3 separate regions of the Mus musculus genome follow, and all the other regions are linked to region 1. Evidence: chromatin contacts called from public Hi-C data. All regions are on one chromosome and are shown on one strand. The core of a region is the stretch at or near the end of the contact, and the rest is flanking DNA. Distances in the headings are between cores, read along the strand shown.

Evidence for each region. Hi-C and Micro-C count contacts between places; a contact is called where the count stands out from the background.
Region 2: a Hi-C map of cerebral cortex shows a contact between it and region 1, with 6 times the contacts expected there. The contact joins two enhancer-like sites. A contact is called at or near these places in 1 of 15 datasets of contacts at CTCF or cohesin (stem cell-derived epiblast-like cells), 3 of 484 Hi-C or Micro-C datasets (cerebral cortex, cortical neurons and epidermal suprabasal cells), 1 of 115 datasets of contacts at active chromatin or transcription factors (embryonic basal ganglia) and 1 of 9 other capture datasets (embryonic stem cells).
Region 3: a Hi-C map of cerebral cortex shows a contact between it and region 1, with 2.0 times the contacts expected there. The contact joins two enhancer-like sites. A contact is called at or near these places in 1 of 15 datasets of contacts at CTCF or cohesin (stem cell-derived epiblast-like cells), 5 of 484 Hi-C or Micro-C datasets (cerebral cortex, embryonic stem cells, nephron progenitors and 2 more) and 3 of 115 datasets of contacts at active chromatin or transcription factors (astrocytes, embryonic basal ganglia and embryonic stem cells).

The regions. Positions count from the first base shown.
Region 1 is chr4:124,227,318-124,230,280 of GRCm38.p6, forward strand. No RefSeq gene overlaps it. Among named protein-coding and RNA genes, the nearest start is that of Gm40242, 44 kb to the right of the region's middle. Within about 2 kb of position 1,419, at least 12 of the 459 cell types and tissues checked have an H3K27ac peak or open chromatin away from gene starts, as enhancers often do. A contact at or near this core is called in cerebral cortex, where this site is marked.
Region 2 is chr4:124,591,865-124,594,827 of GRCm38.p6, forward strand. The region is part of intron 1 of Gm2164 (predicted gene 2164); the gene reads right to left. Among named protein-coding and RNA genes, the nearest start is that of 4933407E24Rik, 24 kb to the left of the region's middle. Within about 2 kb of position 1,542, at least 13 of the 459 cell types and tissues checked have an H3K27ac peak or open chromatin away from gene starts, as enhancers often do. A contact at or near this core is called in cerebral cortex, where this site is marked.
Region 3 is chr4:124,510,432-124,513,394 of GRCm38.p6, forward strand. No RefSeq gene overlaps it. Among named protein-coding and RNA genes, the nearest start is that of 1700057H15Rik, 26 kb to the left of the region's middle. Within about 2 kb of position 1,585, at least 6 of the 459 cell types and tissues checked have an H3K27ac peak or open chromatin away from gene starts, as enhancers often do. A contact at or near this core is called in cerebral cortex, where this site is marked.

The DNA of each region.
Region 1 (2,963 bases), core at 169-2,668:
ACTGAAAAGAACTGAAAGTAGGGCACACACAGACACCTCCACACCCATGTGACAGTGGCGGTACGCGTAACACACACAGAGTGTCCATCAAGTGGATAACTGAAGAGAAGAAGAAATTAGCACAAGATGCAACACCCTTCAGCTTGAAAAAAACGGCATTCTGATGCACGAAGACGACTCTGGAAAGCATTTCTCTGCTCGAAGGATCTGTACAGTGCACTGAGAGTCTACTTACAGGGGCTGCGTAGAATGGGAGACTTCAGATAGGAAGTAGAAGGCAGCTCACCAAGAGCTGAGATGAGAGAAGAAATCTTTGTAGAAATTGGTGGTGGTGGTAGTGGTAGTGGTGGTCTTTGAGCAGCTTTGGGAGGATACACTGAATGCCGCTGAATTACACACACAAAAATTCACATTAAAATGATTAGAATGGTAAAATGTATGCATCTTTTATCACAACTGAGGAAACATTTTTTTTCTGCATGTAAGAAATCTTACCTTAGGTCTCATTAATTTAAAATTTTTTATTAAAATAGCTTTATTATATTTTCTCCCTCTTAAAATAACATTTAATTGGATGCTATAGTTAGTAATTATGTGATAACTACCAATGTGTTTCTATTAATGCCACATTAATGTATCGATATAACATAGTTTCCCAATGAAGGAAAAATTAAAAATGTGGATCAACCAAAAACAAAGTTAGAATACTCATTTTCATAGAGATACCACTTGACCGACCTCCGCGCCCATCTTTCCAGGTCACTTCCCACGTTACGTCTTCCCAACCCCCACCCCCACCCCCAGTTTGGTTCATTTTTATACTCTTCTATTATTTCACAGGACCCTGAGTGGTCACTTTCTTCCTGGTGGGTTCTCACCGACTACGTCAGACTTTAGTCTTTCCCATCTAGTGGGGGAAGGGGACACTTTCTAAAACCAACTGAAGTGACAAAACACTGCGAAGAAGCCAAGAAATGTGTGAGCGGAATGCTCAGATTCACGCTGAGACCATTTGGAAGTCGGGCTGGAACGAACAACTTTAAATAATACACTGTGCCCAGAAGTCTCTGAAGACGTGTGGCCAAAGCAGTGATGGCTTAGTCCACACGCAGCACAGAAGAACATGACATTTTTTTAGCTTCTATTAATCTTTTGTTCTAGCCTCTTAGTTGGATTGTAGGGCAAGGACAAGTAGGGGTCGGGGGTAGGATTCCTGATGAGCAAATTGCTTATCTGTGGAAACCAGAGTCTTGTGTCTTCCCAAGCTCCTCTTTTAGCTTCGCCTTTACCTTTTGGGTCCCACAGAGGGGCTCTACATGCGAATGATCCAAGGAATTTCTGTTCTAGGGTGTCCTTTTTCATGATTAAACACCATACGCTCGGCAGGGGGCGCTCTGCGTGTACTTGAGCGGGCTAAGTCGAGGTAGGCGTAGGAGGTTCCCCTTCAGGGAGCTTCGCCCTCTGTGCTCTGTCTGGTTGTGCAGGAGGAGACCAACGTTGCTGGAGCTTTCCGATCTCGCTTGTAGGGTCAGGAGAAGGGCCGAAGGGAGCCGGTTTCTAGGGCCAGGGCTGCTAAGTTGCTGATTTGGCATCACCCAATATTCTCCCGAGGGCCGTCTGTCTCACTTCTCAAATATAGCTTCAATAATGCAGACCTTCTATTTTGATGACTTGAGGTTTTCTTAAGTACATCCAATAATTTCCATTTCCTCTTGGCTCTTTGGCTCTATTCCACGAAGCTTCATCTACCTGTGACCTGGAGCCACGGTGCCTACTCTAACTGGCTTCCTTTTGTATCCAATGCTTCTCCTTAAATATCACCCCGTGTGGTGTGGGCTATGCCAAGGCTGCTCTGCGCTATGGGAGACAACGTTTTGTTTTGTATAATTTCGTCCCCTGGGGAACATTCCAGATGGCCCTCAAGCTCACCCTGATCCTCTCAGTAGTTCCGCTCCATATTTAAAGCTATTATAATGCTTTCTCCAAATAGTTCTTAAAGATCCATTAATCAATTCACTCATTCAACAAATATTTATAAAGCACTTATATTCCAGGGCCCTGTTAAGCATGGGGCGTATTTATGAATGAAAAAGAAAATACTCATCCCTGAGTTCAACTAAAGTGAAGATTAAAATAGGCAGGTTCTCTGCTTTCTATATGTTCTTACTAGCAATGGTTTCTAGACCGTTGAAGGTAGAGGAACAGGGCCTGGGACCAAGGGGGCAGGCGATGGGAACCCCTCTCTATTCATACGAAGCTGTGGTCTTCCTATCTCCAGGCGTGGCTTCTCCCCTCTTGTCAAGTGTGCTTTGCATTCTTTCTGTGCTCCCCCACCCCACCCCAATTCCCCTGACTTCAGTTGCCCCCCGTTTCTGTAAATCCTCAACCTGTTTCTCAGGATGGAATTTTCCCCAAGCTCCAGTGCCCCCAACACCTGTTGGATGCATGCCCACCTGACGACATCCACTTGAGTATGGAAACATTATTCTTCAAAACCTGCTACCTCCGTCAATCTGCTGTCCCAAATGAATACCTGCAGCGCCAGCAGCCATCCCAGTAACTTTCCATTACTGCAGGTGTTCCCCATGCCCCTGTCTCAGAAGTTGACTCTTTTGTGGCAGGGTCTTCCTCTAAGCCAGACTATAATCCACATTCACCATGCAACCAAGGCTAGTGTTGCTCCTATCCTGGGTGCTAGGACTACAGGCGTGTACCGTTTTCTGAAATGTCTGACTGATAGAAGTTGATCCATTTTTTTGAGTGTTTTGCCTCTTCTCTGGGTGTTCATCACTACCTGCTCACCCTTATACTGGCTGGTGGCTTTCCAGCTGTGTTTATTGCATCCTTTCAGGGGCTTCCAAAGTTGGCATGGAAAATGAACATTGAACAGGCTGGGCTGTGGGCTGGTTTCCTGTCCCATTCAGTCAGAGCCTCCGTTTGTCTGTTTTTCTCACTATCTGATG
Region 2 (2,963 bases), core at 292-2,791, 360 kb after region 1:
ACTCACTCTCACATACACCTCAACACAGGGGTGCTCAACTATATAACTCATGTATTCCTGAACTGATATGAACACACACACACACACACACACACACACACACACACACACACACACACATACAGGCTGGAGAGATGGCTCAGCAGTTAAGAGCACTGACTTCTTCCAGCAGTCCTGAGTTCCATTCTCAGAAACTCTATGGTGGCTCACAACCATCTGAAATGGGATCTGATGCCCTCTTCTGGTGTGTCTGAAGATAGCTATATATAAAATAAATAAAAACAAAACAAAACAAAAACACACACACATATACCCCTGTGTGAGAGCACATGCACCCAGACATGTCCTCTGACATACATGCTCACGGCATGTGCTGAAACACTGGCACTTCCCACGATAGCCTGCAACATAATCCTAGCCCAGCCTGGCTTTTGCCATCCCTGGAGACACTCTCCTCAAGTCAGGTCACCCCTTGGCTCACTCTTGCCAACTGCTAGCTTTGACTAACTCCCTAGTACACAGCCGCCCACCTGCGTCTGCCCACTGGCCCAGGGCCCAGGCCCTAGTTGCCAATTCAACCAAATTTCACACCCAACAGTGGAGCAGAGCCAGTGGGCTTGTTGTGGCCCGCTTGGTTCAACAACATGGGGTGGCTCAGGGGAGCTGGTATCCTGTAGCAGCAGAGAGAACAGCCCCATGCGTGGGCAGGCCTGCCCTGAGAGGTCTCTGTTGCTGCCTCTCCAAGCCACCCACACTCTCCTGCCTTAGGCAGCCTCACCTCTGAATGGGACAATATGGATGCCCCCGCTGACATGCTCAATTGATACATCCCCTCCCAGATGACAAAAGCCTTTCCCTAACCCCCCCCCCTTGTTTACTTATTACAGCTACCCTCCTGCATCAGCTTTATACCAGGAAGCTGTGCTCCAAGCCAAATAACTCAGTCACAGCAGTAGACAGGCTCTTGCTCCAACTGTATCTTTCACGGCCAATAAGTATGTAGCCTGTAACCTGCCAGGGTGCAAGGACTTGGCCACTGCAGACATCACTAATCCATCCCCGTCACAATTGACAAGCATGGTCAAAGGTGCCACCGTCAGAGAAACCGTAATGCCATCTTCAATCCTGTTTCCATCCAAGTCCTCCCCAGTCCCATGACTCGGAGCGAAGGGAGAGGGACAAGACAGTCACTGCTATCACTCCACTCACAGAGGAAGAAACTATGTGGAGTCTGAGAGCCAAGAGCAAAACAAGGCTTCCTGAAGACAAGGCCCTACCATGACCATCACTCAGGTAGCACCATCCTGAGTGTCTGGGAGTCAGGTGGTGAAGAGAGCAAGCTCCTCCCAACAGAAAGGGACAGAGCCTTCCACTAATTGGTTCAAGTACTTCTTTTGACCCTAATTAGTTATTTGTCATGTCTCCATTTGCATACCAGAAAGAGGCAAATTTGCATATTTGTAAATGAGACTGGGCCTAGATGTGGGTTCTGGAAGAGCCTGGCAGTTGCTGGCAGGCCTGGGAGGCAGCTGGCTCTTGCCACTAAGGCTTGGGAAGGGGAGATCTGGAAGACAGCTCCTTGGCTACAGGCTGAAAGGTGCTCTAAGAGGGGGTTGGGGGGTCAGACAGGACAGCCTTTCTCCACTCCCTCCCTACCCTGGAGCTAAATTGAGTGCTGGGCAGCAGTGGGGATGGGGGAGCCCAATACTGCTATTTTGATTAGATGGGAGAAGGAGGGGGAATATAAAGTGATTTCAGGACGTTCTGTGCTAAAAACCTTCTGTTCGCATCCTTGGATAGAACCTGTATCGCTTACAGGGGGTGGGGCCCCCCTCCTTGGTGGGCCCCCCTCCCTCCTCTCCATCCCCAGAGAGGAAAATGTTCAGGAGAGGTGGAGGTCAGAAAGCATACCCCGATGGCTTCTCACCCCCCTTCTCCCTCTTGAACTCTTACTCTGACACCCTCTGCCTCTCTCCTGGGCTCTTACTTTGACACCTACAGTCGATCTACTTGCACACACACACACACACATGCACGCACGCACACACAGGCACGTGCCTCAGCCTTCTCCCCCACCCCACCCCACCCCCGTACTGAAACACTCAACTCCTCCAGAATCATAGAGGTACACACGCAACTCAACTGGAGAGGCACATTCGCACATGCAAACATTCCCAGGCTTTCCTCAACACACACATTCACGCCCTTACACATACAGACACACACGCAAACACTTGAACATAGATGTAGGCATACAGACTCACTTAAGCTGTGCATAAATATTTACACACAAGACATACTCATGCGAGCACATCCTTGCTAGGACCAAATTTCTTGGAAATTTCTGGAGATTCTGACCCCTCTCTGCCAGGGCATCTGGTGCCTCTTTGGGGGAAGAGACAAAGAGACTAGGGAACATCCCTTTTTGTTATTGTTATTTTCTTTCTAGTTTTTTTTTTTTTTAACCGTTTCAAGGTCTCACATAGCCAGGGTGATCCTAAACTCACTATGTGGCTGAGATTACCTTGAACTTCTGCTCTTCCTACCTCTACCCCCCTCCCACTTGCTGGCATCACAGGTATGTCCCACTGTATCTAGTAGATAGAAAGGGAATCGGTGTGTCCCCCAGAAATAAGACTTCAGATCAGCATCCGGACCAGCTCTTCCTGAGAAAGCCAATGACCAGTAAATACCCTCGGCTCTTTGACCTCAATCCTGGAACAGAAAGGGGGGCAGGCAGGGATGGAAATGGGAGAAGCTAAGGTAGACTGATAGTACCTGGCCCAAGCATCATCGACTTGTGATTTCCTTGTCAACCTCAGAGGCCAGCGTGACCTAAAGGGATGTGAGCTGCTGCATCTTCAAGCATAGGGACACTGTGATTCTCAACGCAAAGGACCATCCACTGGCTTCTGGGGTCTGAGATCCGGGCAGTAGGCTCTGGGGCCTGGAGACACAGGGTC
Region 3 (2,963 bases), core at 335-2,834, 280 kb after region 1:
ATAAGGTCTTCCCTTGGATACACTGACCCCATTATTCCCTAAGTGGAAAGGTCACTTTAATTTATCCAGTATATGGGCTCTAGGATGTGGAGGGAACAGCTATATGCTTGGTGTCTCACACACCTCATAAAGAATGGACAACTTAAAAATGTCAGCTCCAGGGACCTATGTTAAGGAGAAAATCCAACCTGTATAAGAAGATACACATTCCCCCAGGATGTTGGTAGATTTGGTGTAAGAGGGGCTTCAGACAGGACCACAGCAGATCATGGAAGTGATTCTGAGTCTTGCAGGTTCAAGTGTAAGCCCTTGGCCTCTGGGCACCTCAATCTCATCATGTATAATTTGGGACGCCTGTTTTATTTTAAGAGTCCCTAGACAGACCCCAAGGCAAACATTTGAGAATTAGGTAGTAGTAATAGATACTATGCCATTTTCAAAGCCTGAGAGATCCCCTATCTGAACAAGTCCCAATAGTGTTCACTGGCCTATAGTCTAGGGCATGGCAGAGTCCCTCAGAGTCATCTCCCCTGAAGGAGAAGTCAGACTCTTGGTACCCAGCCATTTCCCAGCACTCTGGCAGCCAGAGGAAGTTCTGAGAGAGGCTCGTGGACGTGTTTAGAGCTGGCATGCAGGGTCCACTGCACCCTGAGCTGCTCTAAGGATGATAGGCCCTGACAGGCTGAGGAAGGAGCCCCCGTGAGCCCTCACTAAAGTCCTTCCTGGCCCTGTCCACCATGAGCTACCTTCCAGGTCTTCACAGGTTTTTACCTGTCTCTCTTGGGTCTCACTCATGACTAAGTGCACAGACACGCCCTCCCTGGCCACCTTTTCTTGCTTCCTTCCTGATGCTCCTGGCAAAGTCTGACCCTGCAGTTCTGCTTCCTGGGCTCCATCCTTGGCCTGCCACAGGAGCCAGAGGGCTTCCTCTGGTCATCCCCTGGGCAGGCAGGACTCCTCTGGTCCACTATGCGACTGCTTCTTGGCCCATGATTCTTGATCATTGCTGTCGTTCTTCCCATATCATCCAGAAGTTGCTAGTGTAGCTGGACCCTCCCCTTATCTCCCATTTCTTGTGGCATATTGTGGACATCTGTTTCGAAGACCCTTCTGAAGAACTACATAAGGTAACAGCAGATTTGCCTAGAAGACCATTGGTATGAACAGTCAGCAATTGGGATCAGGGCTCAGATCAGTCAGGGTCAGGGTTCAGTCAAGATCATAGTCAGGGCTCAGGAGTCATTCTGAGGAATCAGGGCAAAGCCTGCGGTCAGGTTCAGGGTGGTATTTGGCCAAGGTCCAGGGCCCCACTCTTTCCAATGGCTTATGTGACAGTTCATCCCAGGCCATGGAACCCACCATTGATCCCCTACCCTGGTGTCCCTGGAAACCTCCAACTCAATCCTCCCTATGGGGGTGCTTGCATATCCTTTCACGTGTACACCCTCCTGGCCAGGCGGCAGGGATTCCCAAGTCCATCTGTCTGCTGAGCTGTCGTGGGAACCGAGCTCAGCAAATGGGCCCGAGCCGTCTCCCTCCGGAGCCTGCCTCCAGACTGTTGGCGTTCACGGCTCTGCCTCGCAGCCTCCGAGCTGGGCTCGTGCTGCTGAGCCCAAACACCGTCCACTGCTCAGTTCCAGCCAGAACCAAGCACTCCCCAGATGGGCAGGGACCGCAACGAGCCTGCCTGCCTCCTGCCTCAGGCACTGCTCGCTCCCTGCCAGAGGCCCAGGGAGATGCCCAGTCCCCAAGTCCACAGGGCCAGAGGAGGGCAGCGAACCAGCCATCACCAGCTTTAGGAACTCACACATCGTTTAACCAGAGTCCCTCTGACCCCAATCCTAGCCCTGGTAAGGCTCAGCCTATTCCCCATCAAGGGACTGCCTGCCACTCCCCACCCCACTGGACTGCTCAGAGAAATTGTGGAACCCAAACAAACCATGGTCAGTGTGTGTTCCCAGACTAAACATCTGAACTGGTCAGCTCTTGGTTTCAATACAGGATTATTACCATTTTGAGTTGTATGAACTTAGACAAGATGTCCCACTTTCTCACCAAGCAGTCCCAAGGTATCTCAAACACGGAACCAACACCTCCCCTTCAGCTGAAGAGGTTGAACATCTGTCCCTGGTGACTGGGTTCACGAACAGAAAGGGAGCACAAGTCTTCATTAAATGCCCATTCTGAAACTACACTATCATAGTTCAAATCCCAGCCCTGGTACTCACCAGTAAGCAAGTAGACATTTGCTTCTTTTATTATATTATATAAAGGTATTATAATGATATTATATTATATAATGATACTTGATATCACGAAATCAACTTCCTCATCCATCAGTGGTAGTGATGCCAATACCCTTCTCCTGTGGCTGTGAGGATTTAATTAATATCTATGTAAAACATTACATTGCATTACAGAACATTACATTCAGTTTAGTTAACCCAGGGTTGGGCCTGGTGTCTATATGAAGCTAGTAGCTGTATCTGGGCTTAGAACAATGCTTGCCACATGGCAACTATTGCCGACATATTTGCAAGTGTTTTATTACCATGTTCATCATTTCCTGCTCAATTCCTCTCTTCTGAAATCTAGAAGATAGAATCAGATACACGGCAAATAAGGTCCCTGCTCAGAGCAAGACACTGGCTCTGTTGGCAAATGAGGTTGACGTAGACTCTGACGTCCGAGAGCTCACTTTGCTGAGGGATCCCAGGGAGAGCCCTGTTGTGAAGATATTCCCTCCAAGGTGGATGTGATTACCATATCATCTCGTATCTGAGGAGGTGTGCTTGCCTGTAGCAGACTTGCACAAGATCACGCCTATTGATAGTCGTCCATCGTGGAGAGAGCGGGGAAGCTCACAAGGCATTCCTCTGTGTCTTTTGCCAAGTTGTCCATGAGAAGGGCAGGACCTTCAGTGGTATAGACTGTCCAAGGGCACTTCCCAGTGATGTAGCTGC